Linked DNA regions of Mus musculus: regions 2, 3 and 4 are each linked to region 1. Evidence: chromatin contacts called from public HiChIP or PLAC-seq and promoter capture Hi-C data. All regions are on one chromosome and are shown on one strand. Each heading gives the region's core, a stretch centred on a gene start, on an enhancer-like site or on the middle of the called end of the contact. The rest is flanking DNA. Distances are from core to core; before and after follow the strand shown. Region 1 has its middle 28 kb from the start of Epb41l2. Region 2 overlaps Epb41l2 (erythrocyte membrane protein band 4.1 like 2). Region 3 overlaps Epb41l2 (erythrocyte membrane protein band 4.1 like 2). Region 4 overlaps Epb41l2 (erythrocyte membrane protein band 4.1 like 2).

The links. HiChIP or PLAC-seq counts read pairs in DNA pulled down with a chosen protein or histone mark. Capture Hi-C pulls out chosen DNA fragments and counts their contacts.
Region 2: an H3K4me3 HiChIP or PLAC-seq map of bone marrow-derived macrophages shows a contact between it and region 1, with 4 times the contacts expected there. The contact joins two enhancer-like sites. A contact is called at or near these places in 5 of 115 datasets of contacts at active chromatin or transcription factors (bone marrow-derived macrophages, embryonic stem cells, epiblast stem cells and 2 more) and 3 of 9 other capture datasets (adipose tissue, liver and pancreatic islet).
Region 3: an H3K4me3 HiChIP or PLAC-seq map of bone marrow-derived macrophages shows a contact between it and region 1, with 5 times the contacts expected there. The contact joins two enhancer-like sites. A contact is called at or near these places in 1 of 15 datasets of contacts at CTCF or cohesin (the NIH/3T3 cell line), 1 of 484 Hi-C or Micro-C datasets (trophectoderm), 5 of 115 datasets of contacts at active chromatin or transcription factors (bone marrow-derived macrophages, embryonic stem cells, epiblast stem cells and 2 more) and 2 of 9 other capture datasets (adipose tissue and liver).
Region 4: a contact with region 1 is called in a promoter capture Hi-C map of adipose tissue. The contact joins two enhancer-like sites. A contact is called at or near these places in 1 of 15 datasets of contacts at CTCF or cohesin (the NIH/3T3 cell line), 2 of 484 Hi-C or Micro-C datasets (cerebral cortex and trophectoderm) and 3 of 9 other capture datasets (adipose tissue, liver and pancreatic islet).

The regions. Positions count from the first base shown.
Region 1 is chr10:25,329,127-25,333,823 of GRCm38.p6, forward strand. No RefSeq gene overlaps it. Among named protein-coding and RNA genes, the nearest start is that of Epb41l2, 28 kb to the right of the region's middle. Within about 2 kb of position 2,710, at least 145 of the 459 cell types and tissues checked have an H3K27ac peak or open chromatin away from gene starts, as enhancers often do. A contact at or near this core is called in the NIH/3T3 cell line, adipose tissue, bone marrow-derived macrophages and 2 more, where this site is marked.
Region 2 is chr10:25,446,970-25,451,666 of GRCm38.p6, forward strand. All of the region lies in intron 3 of Epb41l2 (erythrocyte membrane protein band 4.1 like 2), which reads left to right. Among named protein-coding and RNA genes, the nearest start is that of Smlr1, 87 kb to the right of the region's middle. Within about 2 kb of position 2,527, at least 64 of the 459 cell types and tissues checked have an H3K27ac peak or open chromatin away from gene starts, as enhancers often do. A contact at or near this core is called in adipose tissue, bone marrow-derived macrophages and microglia, where this site is marked.
Region 3 is chr10:25,423,530-25,428,226 of GRCm38.p6, forward strand. All of the region lies in intron 1 of Epb41l2 (erythrocyte membrane protein band 4.1 like 2), which reads left to right. Among named protein-coding and RNA genes, the nearest start is that of Epb41l2, 66 kb to the left of the region's middle. Within about 2 kb of position 2,717, at least 128 of the 459 cell types and tissues checked have an H3K27ac peak or open chromatin away from gene starts, as enhancers often do. A contact at or near this core is called in adipose tissue, bone marrow-derived macrophages, microglia and 1 more, where this site is marked.
Region 4 is chr10:25,398,080-25,402,776 of GRCm38.p6, forward strand. All of the region lies in intron 1 of Epb41l2 (erythrocyte membrane protein band 4.1 like 2), which reads left to right. Among named protein-coding and RNA genes, the nearest start is that of Epb41l2, 41 kb to the left of the region's middle. Within about 2 kb of position 2,227, at least 14 of the 459 cell types and tissues checked have an H3K27ac peak or open chromatin away from gene starts, as enhancers often do. A contact at or near this core is called in the NIH/3T3 cell line and adipose tissue, where this site is marked.

The sequences.
Region 1 (4,697 bases), core at 1,460-3,959:
AATTGAACTCAGGACCTCTGGAAGAGCAATCAGTGCTCTTAACCACTGAGCCATTTCTCCAGCCCAGGACTTCTTTTAAGAGCTTCCTTTTGCTTTTCCTCTGCCTTGGGCCTTGAAGAATCATTACTCCAATAGCAAAGTCCAAGGTTTTCTTAGTGGCCATAATTAATCACCAGGATGAGTTTTCAACAGGATGTACTGTAAGTTATATCTAAGCTGATCTATCTTAGTACAGATGTAGAATATCACTATAGATACACGTATGTTAAGCTACTCTATGGTATTCCCCACCATTCTGTTGCTCCAACATTCATTGCTGTGGAGAGCCTTTTTGGGGTGCCGCTTGGCAGGTGTCTATCCTTGGCCAAGGATAAGGAAATGGGCTTCAGGCAGGAATCTGACATTGGCCAAGGACAAGGAAGCAAGAATCTGGTTTTAGGGTAGAACAAAGAAGTAGGCTCAGATATCTTGATCATCCTTAGAAACAGCATCACTAGAGAGATCATGGGACTTTGCTTGTTTCATGACTATTGTCCATGTTAGTTCCTTATTGTACTGTTCACCCTTAGTACTTGCATGTAATTAAAAATGGTATAAAAAGTGGATTGGGAAAATTAAATTTGCCTTCAGTCTCAGAATTGACTGGGTCATGCTCCATTGTCTAACTGTCTTTTTTCTTTTTAATCCTCACTCCTGTGCTGGAGAAGCTGTTGACTGACTGAGCGGGCTTGGTCACATTGCTCATTCATTTATAGATAGATGGACTAGGTTATCAATTCAGTTACTACAATATTAGGACATATAGTTATTATATGCTAGCTATAAGACAAGACTAGAATCACAGAGCCCGTACTAGTGAAGATAGCTTAAACAATAAAGAACTAGCATATAGAGGGTTAGATTGTAACAAAAGCAAAGAAAAATAGAAAGGAGAGAGGGAGGAAGGGACGGAATAAGGAGAGAGGGAGACAGAGACAGAGTCAGAGGGGGACGCAGAATCTTGAAAGAGTGAGGGAAGGCTCTTTTGAGGACATGTTTTAATAAAGACCTGAAGGAGGAGAGAGAGTATCAGACTCTTTTGAGGGAAAAGGACGTTCCAGGCAGCAGAGGGTTCTATGCGTGGGAAAGATGCCTCTGAGTTAATTGTGCATGCGATCCAGAAGGAAGAGCAGTGGGTGGAATCCAGAGGGTGGGGGAACCTCAAGAGCATCAGTGTGCGGGGACAGGAAGAACAGGTGGGCCAACTCCCGTTGACAGGATTTGACTTTCATTTGGATGCTCATGGTTACAGTCTTGATGGTTTCAAGTGTTGCAATACTTAGGAGGGCACTTCACTGACGCAGAGGAGAGATGATGGTGGTTTAGGCCATGATCAGAACACAGCTGAGGTGCTGAAAGGAAACACACCTTGAAATATTGGGCAAGGACAGTCAGTAGGCCAGTACCTGGGGAGCTAACGGCTGAGGTGTTGAGGGGCCTGGCTTGACTGTAATGCTCAACATGACAGCTGTCTCCGTTTGTCAGTCTTTGTCCAAAGATAGTTATTAGTAGTAATGTCTATGTGCTCAGATGAGGGAATCTAAGCTCAGAGAAGCTAGATCATTTGCTTGAATTCTCATCATGCATATATAGAAGGGGAAACCAAGGTTTATTTTTCAAACATAACTTGTTTGGCTATCAAACCAAATCTAAACTCGATTTATCATTTCTTAATAACAAGCTTTTAAGACCAGATGCAAAACAGCAGAAGTTATTATAAAGTTACATCCAGGTAAAAAAGAAAGCTACATCCATCAAGTAATAAAATCTGTTCCTTCAGTCAGGCGCGGTACTCTCATGTAGTTTCAGCAGTCTGGAGGCTGAGGCAGGAGGATTGACACAAGATCAAGACCAGTCTGGGCTGTCTCATGAGTACCAGGCCAGTAAAAGGTAAAGAATGAAACCTTTAAGAATAATAGTAAAATACGAAAGAAAGAAAGAAAATGAGAACTGTTCCTGTGATATTTTTTCTATCAATCACTAAACCGGTGTGCATGCACTGAAATGGGAATGGCAGGCAGCTCTGCCTCTGGATTGCAGGAACGGCTCTATAGAGAAAACAAGTGGACTGGGAGCTGACGATAACCACGAGGGAGGGAGTGGTCTTCCTGGCCTAGTTTGTACATCCAGACTAATGCTTTTTTAGGGAGCTGCCCACATCTGGGGAGGCTTGTTGTATTCTGGGGGTTTAACTCATGAGTTACCACGTTCTAGTCTTTCCAGACACTAGTCACAGATGTGACTGAGCCTGCTTCCATTACAGCTGAGCACAGGCTCTCGCAGTTCCCCTTGTGTTTTTGTCCGTTCTGGCCTAAGGCCTCACTTTGAGTCTCCACTGCTGTGTTGCTCTCTTTCCACAGTTCAGGGGATCAGTGAGCAGTTTCTTGGCAACACTGCTGCTGGGCTATTTAGATGCCTCAGTTCTTCTCTTTCACTTTTTGTTTTTAAATAGCCACCAGCACCGTATCCATTTTGAGCTCAAGTAGTTTAAAAAAACTCTTTGGACGTGCACTTTTCCATTAACACAACTGTGCACACTATATAAGCCAGTGACAGAGTTTTCTAACAAAAAGGATGTGAGCTTTATAGTCAGTATCCCTGAGCAGTAAGGATAAGTGTGAATGAATGTTATAAACGTGATACATTGTATGACTCAGATCAGGGCTCAAGACAGAAGCGTCCTCTTCCTCTGTCTCTAAGCAACAAGCGAATACAATGTACTGACAGCTTTCTTCCTGTATCCTGTCCCAGAAATGAGCATGTGTGAGGCTGCTTAGGGTTTCACAATATTAGCAATGGTAAGGAAGTTAATCACAGACTTTCATGTGACATCTCCTTAGCATGAAAGGCCTGGGTAACGTATTGACACCAGTGTTAAGAGGCAGTAGGAAGGGAGGGAGGGAGGAAGGGATCTCATTGGGCATAATAACTGGACACTGTTAGTCACTTCATTCTATTAAGTTTTATCCTCTATAATCTGAAGAAGAAAAAAAAAAAAACCTCACTCATAATCCCAGCTACGCAGATGGCTGAGGCAGGAAGCTCAAACTCAATGCCTATCTGGGCTTCTTAAAGAGATCTTGGTTCAAAATAAAACAAAAGAAGTCTAGTGTTGCAGCTTAATATAGAGCACATGACTAGCATGTGAAAGGCCCTAGGTTAATCACTAGAGTCAAAAATAAATAAGTAAATAAAAAATAAAGCTCTGAAATCCCAAAGGTTTTTTTTTTTTCTGTACCAACACAACAGCAACTGTAGGAAAGTCTACAGGTGGCCTTGTGTAGACACACACACACACACACACACAACACTAGATAAAATTACTTTCAGGGGTGGTAAGATGGTGGTCCATTTGGTAAAGGTGCTTGCTGCCACGTTTGAGGGTCTAGTTCAAACCCCAGAGCATGCATGCTAGAAAAAGTGTACAGGCTCCTACAAGTTGTCCTCTGATCTTCCTATGTACACAGTAACATGAACACAAAATAGAGCAAGAAATGTATGATTTTTAATTACCTTTTATTTACATGTTAGGACCCAAATCTCACCCCCGAAATTCATCGTTATACGTAAGATCAAACCTCTGGACATTACATGTGATTTTATCATCTATAGATGTGTATGGACGCATCCACAGCTATCCTAGGACAAATTAGGCCAATAGGATGGATACATCTAATACATGCAAATACCTCAAAATTTAAAACTTCGTCGGTTATAAGCATTTCAGATAAGCAACACTTAGCCTGTCTCTCACTTTCTCGTCTTGCACTGTAAAGCTATCACTGTTCCATGCAGAGAATGCCATGGCTCTGGGTAGATGGCAAACTCACTCTCTTCCTATAACATAGACCTGAAGGCTCAGGCTGACTTGAAAGCCAATCATATTTTAGTTTTGATTTTGATAAATATTTGATTATTTAGATACATGAGTGCTTTGTCTTCATGCACACCAGAAGAGGGCATCAGATGCCATCTTAGATGGTTGCGAGCCATCATGTGTTTGCTGGGAATTAAAATCAGGAACTCTGGAAAAGACTGCTGAGCCATCTCTCCAGTCTCCCTGTCAATCATATTTTAATATATTTAGTGCAAATCAAGGTGTACTTATGTGGTATCTTATATGAGCATACAAATCAGTAACTATATACATACACTATTTCATAAAAGCAAGCGTCCCCTTTACCCTTTCAGATGAGTGCTAAGTCATGGTTCACCCCCAGTAACGTTATATTTTGATGACGATATGACTAATTAGTGAGAGAAACAAGAGTCAAGCAGCAATGGCAGATTTAGTTTTACTTTCCACAGATCTGTTTTTATATGAAATTTGTAAAGTATAAATTTATAGTAAAATTTATAATGTGAATATCTTCCTGAGTATAACCATGGCATGGTTCCCTGAGTTCTGTAATAGCTTCCAGATGTGAAGATAATTTTGTTTTGAAAGTTTGAAAATTATTGGAGTTCTTTGCTGATTAAATAGGACTTATGTTAGAGTAAGTCTTCCCTCCACATTAGACTTCGAAACGTCCAAAACTTTTGAAGTCATAACTTCAAAGTAGTTTTTGTGTTTATAGTCTCATAGTAAATATGGGATGATAGATGTTTGTATAAGGCTATAAAGGAAATGAGAAAGAAATAATGGCAAACTCACTTCC
Region 2 (4,697 bases), core at 1,277-3,776, 120 kb after region 1:
TTCTTTAATATGGGATTGTTTAACAGTCTACTTTAAGAAGAAACTTTTGAAGACAGTAGATCATAAATCAGCATTATAGCAACTGTGCTGAGTGAATGTCTTATTCTTTTCAGGCACAAAGCAAAATAAAATCTGGTACCCTCCTCCTAGTAGGTGTTGGCGTAGTGCAGAAGTCATGTGCTGTGTCTCCCGTTGTAATGAATGTTTCTTTCATCTAAATTTTCTTCTCACTGTGGTTGCTTGGTAACATTAGTTTGGATCTCTGTCTTCTCAGCCCTGCTGCATGTGCTCCTCAGGAGTGGAGTGCCGAGGTTGTGAGCCATGGTTGGGTACCCTCATGCTTCCTGTCCCGTGCTGGCCTAAACTCCTGGCTGATGTGCTCATGCTGCTGTCTGGGCTCCAGCAGATCTACACCGGAAATTAGTGTCTGAGTTCTAGTTGAGGAAGTATATGTTGGAAACTGGCTATTAATGCATTTCTGAGCAGTCAAGAAAGGCACATACAGTGTAAGGCACATAGGGGTTTTTGGTGGCTTGGGAGAACTGCCAGTAAGTGTTGTATTTCTCGTTGTTTTCCATTTCTGTATGTGCCGTGCCTGTTGAGGCTCTCTATTTCTGTATGTGCTGTGTCTGATTTTCAGTTGGTCTTAGGTTCTATACGACATGTCAGTAAGGAGGGCCTAGTCATTTCTCACCCACATTGATAGAGGAAACCATTAGATAACTGGCACCAGCCAGGAGCGGTGCTGCACACCTTTATCCCAGCACTCTGGGAGGCAGAGGCAGAGGCAGACCTGCTCTACAGAGTGAGTTTCAGCATAGCCAGGGCTATACAGAGAAACTCCATCTTGAAAAACAAATAAAAGAAAATTGACCACTGTAGGAAGTCTATATAGAATGTCCATTCACAGGGTCTTTATTGAATAGACAGGATTTGGAAGACGTCAAATGCCAGTATAAGATTAAAACTGACCCCTAGAGCAAAGGGGCCAGGAATAGTGGGACTGAAAAGGCCAAGCTGCCAGTTAAGATTTGGAAAGTGTTGGCTGTGTTGTTGCAGTAGCTGAGGGGTGGGGTGTTAACAGTTCACTGCACTGTTAGCATACGCATGCGTGGTCCACTGCACTGTTAGCATACGCATGCGTGGTCCACGTAGGCGACGGGCTTTATGTGACTTGTCAGTGTGGCAAACTGCTGTTTGTATTACCTACCTATCAGGGTTTTGTCAGTGAAGGGTCCGTCTTTGACTATCTGATGTAATATTGAATGTCTTTAATGCTAGGAAACATAACTCTGTAAGATTGGCTTGTCCTATCTAATCGTCATCACTCGACAGATAGAATTAACATTCAGGATATGTGTAAGGTACTCATATACATATTATTTTTACTGCTTTGTAAATCTATGTAATATGTTCATTTCTGTATACCCATGTATGCGTGTAGAGGAGGAATGGATATTGACAAGAACATATTTGACATGGGTGTAACTAAGTTACTAAGGATGGCCTCGAACACCTGAACTGAGAGTGCTCTCCCCTCAGCCTCCTCCAGGATCTGCGACAGTAGAATTCATGGGACTTGCCTTACTGGTTTGGGTTTTTTTTTTTTTTTTTTTTTTTTGAGGGGGGGTGGAGTTCCTGTTTCAAAATTTTTTTTCTCTCAGGGACCCCCTGAAACCTGTTTATTTTGCTCTAGAGCCCCAGGATAAAGACAGCTGCCAAATAAACTGGTTTCAAACACTTCTGTCACCTTCGAAGTTGAAGTTCTTTTGAGAAAGGAGCTGCAGGTTAAAATTAACACGTTAAAGAATGTCACACACATTTGCCAGAGTCCCAGAAGGTGGAAGTGACAAGCAGTGATTGGACACAGTACATTAGACATGGATTGTTTAAGCTCAGAGGACCCCATGGAAATGGTTTGACAGTGTGCACTCAGTTGTGTGCGCTCAGGCTTAGGAAGTGATAGTTCACTGTGACTTAATGCTTTTCCTTTTATCCAAAGCCTACTATATCTTTATGCATTTGTTTCAGATTGTTAAGTACCTTTTCATTATTGTCCATGAAAATTGCTGTTTATATATTATTCTAGAATATCGTTTGATAAATTGAATTGCACACAATTTTAATACTTTTGAGGATTATTATTTTTACTACTACTTTCGAGAAAAAAAATTTCAAAATATATCTAGCCCTGAATAGCCTAGAACTGTCCATGTAGTCCAGCTTACAGAGATCTCCCTGCCTCTGCCTCCTGAGTGCCGAGATTAAAGGTGTGTACCACCTAGGCAATGAGGAGTATTATATTTTTAAATGAAGGCCATATCAACTTTCATCCCATTCTGTTATTTAAGTGATACATGGCAACCTAATTTGGTACCAGAGCTTGAGTTGTGCAGAATTTTAGGGTCTTTGGATTCTGCATGCTGGCTGCAGACACTCGACTGTGGGAGTCTCTATGTCGCTGCAGCAGAAGTCACTTACCCACTCGGTGTGCTAAAGCAGCAGGGCTCTTCCTGTAAGGAGCGATCCAGTGAGGTTGATGTGAAGCCGTGGGGCAGCAGGATGCTTATGTTTACTTCCTATTGACTCTCCCTAGGTCTTGGGCAAGTGACTTCCTGCCTTTTCTTCTGGCCTCAGATTCAGCAAGAATGAAAACATTGGCTTCCTGTCTTTCTAGGATTGAGCTGGACTTTCTCGGGCTTGTAAATCTGTGTGCAGTTTTGAAAGTTGGAATAAGTCTGGACTGGGGAGGCTTGAGAAGTGTGATTGTGTGTGCGCCCTGAGTAAAAGCTCACATTTTCCTCTGGCATGTGTGCGTTTTCCCTCGTGTTAGTTTTGTCTGTGAATTGAAGGCATTGTTTTAGCCCACACAGAAATGTCACAACCATTTGTCCTGATTAATGAATAAGGCAGTCAGAAAACAGGCTGTCAGCAGAGAACGGAGTGCAGCGAGGTCTGCAGTGCTTCTCTGGACTAATTCTGACACCCAGAATCCAGTTTCTTATCCTTGCCTTTGGGTGTGCTATGTCTTTGTGTCTACTTTTGTCAACCAGGCTTGTTTTCAAGCTACAGTTGTGACCCTTAAGTTATCTGCATACTCTAGATCATACTTCTAGATCTTAGTGGATCTAGAAGTTGTAATACTCTAAAATCCCACAGAGATGGGTATGTGTGTACATGTGTGCGTGTATTTGGAACTGGGAATAACTTATGTGCAAATTTAAAATTACAGTGACTAGATCCAAACATAGTGTCTCTGACCAGCTCTCAGTTTATTCCTTAGGTTATTAAAAAGGTTTAAGGTTGTAATTGTGTTGAAGGACTTAAAAAAAAAAAGTGGCAAAGGGTGTCATGCCATGGAAGTCGTAGAACCTTTTGGTTTCACTTGAAAAATTCAAAGAACCTACATTTGTGGCAGCTGGACGGACTCTTATTTAAGCCACAAATAGCTGGTCACTAGGGACTGTTAGGTGTGACCCCAGGCTATCTTCCCTCCCCTGTTCATACAAAATGACCTTATCCTCAACATCCTGAGTTGTAAAGTTTCTGGTCACATGATCTCTCCTTGTGTTCCTCAGCTACACGATTCTTCTCTGGTCTCTAGCATCTGATTCATATCCAGCTCACATGCTGTTAGTGTGTTCAGTTATCACACAATGACATGTGAAGGAGTCTTTGTTGTTGAGCAGCTGCTAAGTTCTTGTTGGATTTTCTTTAATACTTTCATTGCTTCTTTACCTACAACTTTACTTTCTCCCTGCAGAGCATTCGTGTAAGACTTTGTCTAAGTTACTTCTCCTGAAGAGTAATTATTCCCATTTACTTTCTTGTACAGAAACAGGGCTTTTCTCTGTAGCTCTGGGTGTCTTGGAACCTGCTCTGGCTCTGTGGACTAGGCTAGCCTTGACTGCAAGAGATCCTACTTCTTTTACTAGAGTGATGGGATTAAAGGTGTGCACCACCACGTCCTGCTGCTTTGTACGCTTCTTATCCTTTTTTCCTAAGATAGCTTGATAGCATTTGTGTTACTCATTTCATCTTTCTCTGATCCTCACTGCACTGACTTGTAGAAATTCTTCCAGGCCTTAGTGAGTGAAAATAATTCATTATAGTTCTGCAGAAGGTTGTTCAGGCCCAGGAGTAAGAGCATTCTACATAAGAGACCCCTCAGGAGTTGGCAGACTGCAGGGATCTATGAGACTTCTTGGCTTTTCTTGAAGTAGTGAATCTGACTGGGTTGGGCTTGAAAAGGTGAATCAGCAATGCCTTATTCCAAAGTCTTTTCTTTAATAATGCCTCCTCTTGAAAGGATGGATTCGAATTTTGAGTAGTCATCAAGTCTCTAATATTCTTTCCACTTTTGGTTTTAAAATGCCAGAATTGTTTTTCTGACAAACAATGAACTTGCCATTTGAAAGTAACTCAAAGTGTGAGTGATCATCTTTGACTCTTTCTTCTAGAGATCCTTTCTCCTGGGCACTGTGTTGAGCCTGTGGTAGCTTTGCCTGTGCCCGCCTATTGGTAGTGAATGACAAAAAGAAATACAGGAGGAGGATAGGACTGTTCTAGGTGTGGAGGGAGGCTTATTGTAGATATGAAGGAGAGCAGAGGCAGAGGCAGAGGCAGAGGCAGAGGCAGAGGCAGAGGCAGAGGCAGAGGCAGAGGCAGAGGCAGAGGCAGAGGCAGAGGCAGAGGCA
Region 3 (4,697 bases), core at 1,467-3,966, 94 kb after region 1:
CAAATTCATCTGGAATAACAAAAAACCGAGGATAGCAAAAACTCTTCTCAAGGATAAAAGAACCTCTGGTGGAATCACCATGCCTGACCTAAAGCTTTACTACAGAGCAATTGTGATAAAAACTGCATGGTACTGGTATAGAGACAGACAAGTGGACCAATGGAATAGAATTGAAGACCCAGAAATGAACCCACACACCTATGGTCACTTGATCTTCGACAAGGGAGCCAAAACCATCCAGTGGAAGAAAGACAGCATTTTCAACAATTGGTGCTGGCACAACTGGTTGTTATCATGTAGAAGAATGCGAATCGATCCATACTTATCTCCTTGTACTAAGGTCAAATCTAAGTGGATCAAGGAACTTCACATAAAACCAGAGACACTGAAACTTATAGAGGAGAAAGTGGGGAAAAGCCTTGAAGATATGGGCACAGGGGAAAAATTCCTGAACAGAACAGCAATGGCTTGTGCTGTAAGATCGAGAATTGACAAATGGGACCTAATGAAACTCCAAAGTTTCTGCAAGGCAAAAGACACTGTCTATAAGACAAAAAGACCACCAACAGACTGGGAAAGGATCTTTACCTATCCTAAATCAGATAGGGGACTAATATCCAACATATATAAAGAACTCAAGAAGGTGGACCTCAGAAAATCAAATAACCCCCTTAAAAAATGGGGCTCAGAACTGAACAAAGAATTCTCACCTGAGGAATACCGAATGGCAGAGAAGCACCTGAAAAAATGTTCAACATCCTTAATCATCAGGGAAATGCAAATCAAAACAACCCTGAGATTCCACCTCACACCAGTGAGAATGGCTAAGATCAAAAATTCAGGTGACAGCAGATGCTGGCGAGGATGTGGAGAAAGAGGAACACTCCTCCATTGTTGGTGGGATTGCAGGCTTGTACAACCACTCTGGAAATCAGTCTGGCGGTTCCTCAGAAAATTGGACATAGTACTACCGGAGGATCCAGCAATACCTCTCCTGGGCATATATCCAGAAGAAGCCCCAACTGGTAAGAAGGACACATGCTCCACTATGTTCATAGCAGCCTTATTTATAATAGCCAGAAACTGGAAAGAACCCAGATGCCCCTCAACAGAGGAATGGATACAGAAAATGTGGTACATCTACACAATGGAGTACTACTCAGCTATTAAAAAGAATGAATTTATGAAATTCCTAGCCAAATGGATGGACCTGGAGAGCATCATCCTGAGTGAGGTAACACAATCACAAAGGAACTCACACAATATGTACTCACTGATAAGTGGATACTAGCCCAAAACCTAGGATACCCACGATATAAGATACAATTTCCTAAACACATGAAACTCAAGAAAAATGAAGACTGAAGTGTGGACACTATGCCCCTCCTTAGAAGTGGGAACAAAACACCCATGGAAGGAGTTACAGAAACAAAGTTTGGAGCTGAGATGAAAGGATGGACCATGTAGAGACTGCCATATCCAGGGATCCACCCCATAATCAGCATCCAAACGCTGACACCATTGCATATACTAGCAAGATTTTATCGAAAGGACCCAGATGTAGCTGTCTCTTGTGAGACTATGCCGGGGCCTAGCAAACACAGAAGTGGATGCTCACAGTCAGCTAATGGATGGATCACAGGGCTCCCAATGGAGGAGCTAGAGAAAGTACCCAAGGAGCTAAAGGGATCTTCAACCCTATAGGTGGAACAACATTATGAACTAACCAGTACCCCTGAGCTCTTGACTCTAGCTGCATATGTATCAAAAGATGGCCTAGTCGGCCATCACTGGAAAGAGAGGCCCATTGGACACGCAGACTTTGTGTGCCCCGGTACAGGGGAACGCCAGGGCCAAAGGGGGGGAGTGGGTGGGTAGGGGAGTGGGGGTGGGTGGGTAAGGGGGACTTTTGGTATAGCATTGGAAATGTAAATGAGCTAAATACCTAATAAAAAATGGAAAAAAAAAAGAAAATATCGAATAAAAAATAAATATAAAAAAAAAAAAAAAGAATTACATAAATGTAAAAAAAAAAAAAAAAAAAAAAGAAAGTTGTGTAGTGAAATTTGGGGAGGCCTATTTCTTTGTGTTTTCATTTTTATTTATTTTTTTTTGGTTGTTGAGAAGTAGGTGTTGATTTTTCTCTGGTCTGCAGATGATGTATTTGAATAGGAGAGTCTGTTGTTGCCTTGGGAGTGACAGTGTCAGGAGGTGCCCATTGAGCTGCCAGAGTATGCCTTGGTATTACTTCAGTGGTTTTAAGATAGCTTTTTCTTAGTTTTAGCTGTCATGAAATAGCCACATGCCATAAATATGAAGTTCAAATAAATATTCTTAATATGAATACAAATTATTTAATTTTTTTTTTTTTTTTTTTTTTTACTACTACTACTACTCAGAAGTTTGAAAAAGAAATTTCTGCCACTGTAGATCCAAATTTCCTGTTTGAGATGATGGTGGCAGGCTGTAACTTGCAGATGTATGTTTATCTACTTAAGTTTTGGTTCAAATGGGGATTTTTCTCAAGTTTTTATGTTTTCCATTCTAAATTAAAGCAACTATTATGTATATTAGTTTTAAAGTTTGGATCAGGAGAGTGCAGTTCCACTAAGCAGTTTGTAGGGGAAACTAGTCCTGCTTCTGGCTTTTATAGACTCTCTCTGAAAGGGAGGGGCTGTGATCAAGTGGCTTCCAACAGCAGGGGAAGATGGCTTGCAGCTGTGCTGTTTTGGTTCCCCTCCAGATAGTGTTTGTGTGCACCGTCAGAACATCTTAAAGCCCACCCTGGACAGGGTTCAACTCTATAAAAGGAGCACTGTCTCATAACCTCACATGCTCTTAGGGGTCCTGTTGGTGCTGGTGGTCTTCACTGGTTATTCTCTGAACTGAGCTTTTATTAGACTCAGGCCTCACAGTTTCAGAGTAGGAATCACAGTTGTAGTTTTTCTATCTTGTAAAATAAATGTAGTTGGGCCCTTGGTAAACACTCTGATGAGAACTGACCACCCTTCCTTAAGCTCTTCCGCTTTAGTGGTGAGTTTTTCAGTTCTCTGCCTTCATACATCCTATAGGTACACTGACACTCATTGGGTTGTGTTCCTCGTGGTAGTTTACTAAGTTCTGCTTTACAGATCAAGTTTATATATCAGAAGATGAAAGATTATACAGGAAATTCCAAACACCGAGAAGTTAAAAAGCAGAAGGGAACAATCGCTTCTCTTTGAAATTGTTTAGCCCAAGGGTTCTTGTGTGCTTCCTGTTTGTTTACATGGATTGTGTGTGTGTGTGTGTGTGTGTGTGGTGCCCCTCATTAGAAGCGATTTCCCCTCTCTTCTAAGATATTGGTGCCTTAGGTTACATACGTGGAGCATGTGTCATCCTGCCCTCTGTGAGGTGTGGTAGTTACTGCTTCCTGCCTTCCCAGTGCCAGCCAGGCAGAGCTTCTGTGGCCTGCTTGCCTCTCCCTCCTGCACCACACTCTCTTAGCACCCCTTAATCTTTGTGAGTCCCTACAGCTGCCTTCCTGTGTGTGTCTGGATGCCTCCCGGCATTCACATTCAACGGCTGGCTCCCTTCTTGTCATCTCACACTGTTTCTTGAAGTTCCTTGAAAATTCATTGGGAATGTCTTCCTTACTCCCTTTGCCCCAGGGCTCTATCCCCTCTGACACTACCTGACCTAGCAGTTCGAGCCTCTGTCATTCTGTCACTACCCAGCCTTTCATTCTTCAGTCTAGTGTTGTATAGACACCTCAGTCAAGTACCATCCAAGTAGCTTTGATTCCTTTGTTCTTATTCCTGGTCTCTTTGGAAGGTTCTTTAGGCCAGTTGTATTCCTCTTTGTCTTTTGACTTTAAGGAATTCTGTTCTCCTTTCCTCCACCACCTAGCTTCCTATCAGTCATGTCTGTTTGCTCACTAAACAGTTCCGCACCCCACCTCTTTGTACTTCAGTTGCCCCATCAGGAATCCTCCGGAATCGTTGGGGCAATCGTGTTATCAGCTTCCTTTCATTGTATCACTTGTTCTCAGACTGCCAGAGCAGTCATCCAGAGACACAAAGTTAATATTAGTTTCCATCGCCTAGAGGCTCCAGTGAGAACTTCTGAGTTCAGTACTGACCAGGCATTGTTTGGCTGTGACTTCCGTTTTTCCACCTCTACTCCCCACCCTTTGTTCCAGGCAGATGAGGCACTCCCCGTTCTCTGCAGCACATTTATCTTTAATGGTCGCAGGCCCTTCCCCACTGTTCCCACAGTCTGGAATGTACTTATGCCTTCTTATCATCTGCCAGGAAGCTCCCCCTATCCTTCAAGGTCACTTTGGGAGCCTTCTCCCCTCATCAGTCACTTACTTACTGTTGAATTGTCTGCGCTTCCCTTATCGTGCTTACGGTTAATGAGAGGAGGGTTATTCCAGCCCTCCTCTCATGCTGCCAGGAGCCACTTTCCTTAGAGGTCGGTAGCCTCAGAACCAAAATCAAGATCTCATAGGCAAAAGCAATGATGATGTACAGGCTTGCTGGCGCGTAGTTGTGTATTGTGCTGAACCGAGGGCACTTGTGTTGAGAGTGTGTTTTTACTCAGGGGTACGATTGTCTTCTTCAATTCAAGTTTGAGTGCTGAAGTCACAGAAGCACATGCAGAAGTCTAGTTCCAGGTAGGATGCTGTAGAGCTGCAGTTGGGAGGCTGCTGATCT
Region 4 (4,697 bases), core at 977-3,476, 68 kb after region 1:
GGCACTCGGCACTACTGCTGTTAAAAAGTAACCTAGACAGAGGTTCTTAATAAGCACGGCACACAGATAGGCACACAGCACCTTGAACTGAGCCCAGCCTCTGTCCTGCTTGTCACTGTGAGCTGTGCACATGCTAATGCCAGAGTCCGTGGGAGCTGCATGTAGGCACAAGTAGGCTGGATCTTACTTACCAACTAGTGACTCAGTCTACTGTTCAGAAAACACCGTTAATGGGAAAGATTGAAAAACAGTCCCCAGTTGTCCAGTTAGCTCACATCTGAGGTACCGGTTTCCCAGGCTGAAGTTTCTAACATGGGCCAGAAAACCCATGCATTTGACAATTGAACTTGGAGCTTTGTTTTTGTGTGCCAGACCTCTGTGTGACCTCGGCAGTCGCTCTTCAGCTGGTCCCCTCCTTGGAAGTAGATGTGTGAGAACATGGGCAGCCAGCGGAGAAAGGCATGCTGAGCTTCTTTAGTGATTATCTTTAATTATGTTGGTGTCGACCGGCTCCTGTTTAGAGCAGGCTGAGCAACTCCAGTGCAGGGAGACTCGTCCTTTCCACATAAGCTTTCTTGTAGATAACAAGGACATAGATGTCCTTTGAAGACCCCGATAAGCTACTGACAGTAAAGTTACCTGGACTGCATTGTTCATGGAGATGATAGTCCATTACCATCATTAGTATTAATAACAGTGAAAGCAAGTAGTGGATTCAAACGTGTTGATTACTAGCCTTTGCTCCACTGTGAACTTTATCTTTAAACTTAGAAAAAGTATTTAAAATACCAGGTAAGCCTTTAAGCCTTTTTCACTTGCTTGCTGTCTATTTTCCTTGGAGTTTCTAGTTGGAGTGCCTTGGTCTGCTTCTAGATCTTTTTCTTATATCATCTGTATTGCTGTGTGTGTGTGTGTTTTAAATGATTGAAAGTTCTGCACAGGAGTTTTGAATGTCAGCCTAATTTCTATTCAGTCCCCATTCAAACTCTGACTGACAGTAGTCTTTTGATATCATGTCTTGGACAAGGGATGTAGCTCAGTTGGTAGAATGCTTGCCTCCTATCCTTGAAACTGTGGCTGCTGTCTCCAGTACTTCTTAAAACTGGGTGTGGAAAGCTAGTCTTGGAGCCCAGTGCTTGGAAGGTGGAGGCAGGAGGATCAGGTGTTAAGGTCATCATTGACTACGTAGTGAGGCCAGAGTCAGTCGTAAAAGGTACAGTGGGTCTCGCAGAGTCAAATCAGTTACTACTAAGAGGGACAGAGCTAGTTCATGTGTGTGTGTGTGTGTGTGTGTGTGTACGTGTGTACATTGTGTTATTATTGGAACTTGTTTTCAGTTTTAAGTCATCTTTGGACACAGAAAATGTCGCTTGAAAGACACTGCCAGATACTTGTCTTTCTTTAAGAATCATGAATTTTGTTCACAGCTAGGATTTTGGCTCTCGGTCCCCCCCCCCCCCCCCCAGTACAAGGCACTATTGAGCTTTATTTTTTTACCACCTTTTTATTACTTTGGCTTCTTTTTATTTTTAATAAATGATCAGTGTGTGAAATTTTAAGCCAAATGAGGAACAAAGGAATTGCTGGTTTTCAAAAGTTTGTCTTTAATTTTATATTAAGGAGGCAATGTTGGCTTTATTTTTAGAAATTAAATATTTTATAGTTTTTGGGTAATTTAACACCTGCTTTCACCTCTTCTTAAATAACTGGAGAAATCTCCAAGTTGTTTGTATCCTTGGATAAAGAGCTGACAGGGACTGTCAGTTCCATTCTGTGACTTGCCCAAATGCCTTTACTTGATGTGTCAGATTGTAGCAAAACTGAGATTAAAATCACAATTAAAGTGAGTGAGTTGCTTGACTTAAGACAAGCAAACCCCTTACTCCACTTATTCAAATAATATAAAATATGACAGGTTGGGAACAGTGGGGAACCTAAGGGTAATTAAGTGCAGGAAGTGGCTTCGCACACTGCCTGTCATACCTTGGTGATTTGTATAAAATACAAACAGCTGCGATTCCAAATGCCCCATCCACTTCAGATGCTCACCTTTGTGAGCTGATTCAGTAAAGCTTTGTCCATATGTCTTTGGTGACTTGCTTTCAGTTTTCTTCACAAAAATGCAAAATATTTGGGGCCTATTGCTCAATGGAGAGTTGCGTACATTTGCCTTTACACAGCATAGTACCCTCGGGAGAAGGGTTTGTATGGAGGGAGACTGCAGTTTTTGTGAGGGAACGGGTGAAAAGGGCAGTTTCCTGAGCTGCTGCCAAAAGGTCTGAACAATTTGTAGTAGCTCGTGGTTAGAAAATAGTGTGAGGCAGGGGAGACGCTGCAGACGGGCTATGGGTGAGAGAGAGAGTCCTTTCCGTGGTCACTACAGACAGGCTGTGGGTGAGAGAGAGTCCGTCCCATGGTCACTAAACCTTTGTGACAATTTAGTTTATAAAAGTGAATTTTAAGTCTCAATTACTAGAAATGATGCCTTGGTTGGTTTTGGACAGAAATCTGGAGAGATAGTTGCTTTAGCAGAAGTTGGACAGCGGTGCACTGTTAGAAGTAATATTTCTGCTTTGCTTATACTCTGATATTGATCGAGATAACCCATTTTCCCTTTACCTTATATGAAGGTAAACATGCATTTTACAGGCAGAGGGGGTGTCTTCCCGGGAAGCTAACTAGAAAGCCCCCCCTTCCACAAGCTCACATGTTGCATTTCATTTGGTATTAGATTCACACGTAGACAGTTCTGTAACTACTGGAACTTGCCACCTGCCTGTGCTGACAGTATCAAGCACGATGCTGATATCCGTACACGGGCGATGTCACCTGAATGGCTCCTGACAAGAGAAGCAGGTTAGAGAGGGTAGGGTGTCTTGTACCGAACAGCTCTCGGAGCTGGGATGTGGAGCCCATCTGCATGGTTCTAACTTTTTTAGGAAGTTACTATTCCAGATCCTTAGCCTTTAGAATAAAAGTCTTGAGGGATTATTCTTGTGGAATGTGCTTGGACATGTGGAGTGAAGGTAGTATTGGTTGGGTTCGTGTCTCGCCGAACTCTGACTTAAGTTAGCTTTTGCCACACATAAGCATCCAGTCATACAGTAAGCTTCCCTGGTGAGGAGGAGGGCTCCAGATGCTGCTGTGCTCCCTGCCTGACTTTTGGCTTTTGTTGCGGGCACCTAAGCTTTTCACTAATGCACGGAAGAAGCAGATTAGGGCAAAACCTCTCTCTTAATGTTTTGTGATACTCAGCAATGTTGATTTTAATAATTGTATTTGTGTTAAGCAGGTTTTGCTCCTCATCTAGCACAGTGGTTTTCAGTCCCACTGGAAGGCAGATCCATTGGTAGACAGAGCAGAGAGGCTACATCCTGTCAGAGCAGTGCTGGTCCTCATAGCAGGATGTTAAAACTGGGGAGGTTGAACAGTCCAGTTCAAGCAAGCAGAGGCCACAGGCTGTGTACCAGGTTCTTTAGAGACTCTGACTCATGAAGCTTTCTAATAGCAAGATGGTCCAGTTACTGTGGACGTGGAGGAAGAGGCTGTCTATCCATCTGCTCCCCCGCTCCAAGCTAAATAACAGAAGTTGACCCTTTGAGGGTTCTGTTTCCTGCCTTCACCTGATAACTCTATCATATGTTAGTAGAAATGGATGTTTTTGTGTGTTTTATTGTCACCTCGTGGTGTTGCAGTATAACATTTATGATTTTTGTTACATTTAAGATGAAAGGAGCAGTGTATAGGTGATTGTGAATTTTATATTTTACTTTTGAGATTATATGAGTACATATTTTCTCCCTTCCCTTTTCTCATTCCAAATCCTCCTATATACCCCTCCTTGCTCTCTTTCATATTTATGACCTTTTAAAATTGTTGTTAAATATGTATATGTATGTGTATTTGTATTTAACTGCATATTCCTAAATATAACTGGCTCCGTCTGTATAATGTTACTTGTATGTATATTTTCAGGGCTGACCGTTTGGTATTGGATAACTAGTCAGCATGCTATTCCCTGGAGAAGACTATTATGTCTGATACTCTCACATAGCTATGTTCCATAGTTGACTGTACTACTTAGTGTAGGGTTGAGGGCTGTGGGCTTTCCTGTGTCATTTTGGCATGTCTGTTGTTGTCCTTCTTCGGTTGTGTTTAGGCAGCCACGCACGTTGGTGAGAGTGTGTGTGCAGCCACTGGCATTACTAGGAGAAACAGGCTTGCAGAAGAGATCCTCTGGCTCGCCCAGTCTTTTCTGACCCTCTTCACCAGGGTTCCCCTAGCCTTAGGTGTGCAAGTTGTTTTGTAGACGTGTTCCTTGACTGGGCTTCACATGCTGCGTTTTGATTGGTTGTGGTAAAGTTTCCTTGAGTAATTTTTGTTCTTCCAGTTTTTCTTGCCCCCTGTTTCTCCTGTTTACAGCCCTGGTTTTGGCCCACTCTTCTTTCTACTTTGGCAGCTTTGCACGCATCTTTTTGTAGTGGCAATTTTTCAGAGTGGATGCTAATCCTGGGTTTACCCTTCCTCCCTCCCCTTCTCTCCTCCCTCTCCATCTTTACCTGTCAGGAGGAGCTGGGTCTGAGAGTGACGGAAATGATCCTTGAGGCCAGAAGAGATCCAGTCTTGGAGCTTGAGCGCCCTTGAGCTCTGAGCTGGGTGGTTCCTTGTGCTGTGCGCAGGTAGACTGACTGCCTCAG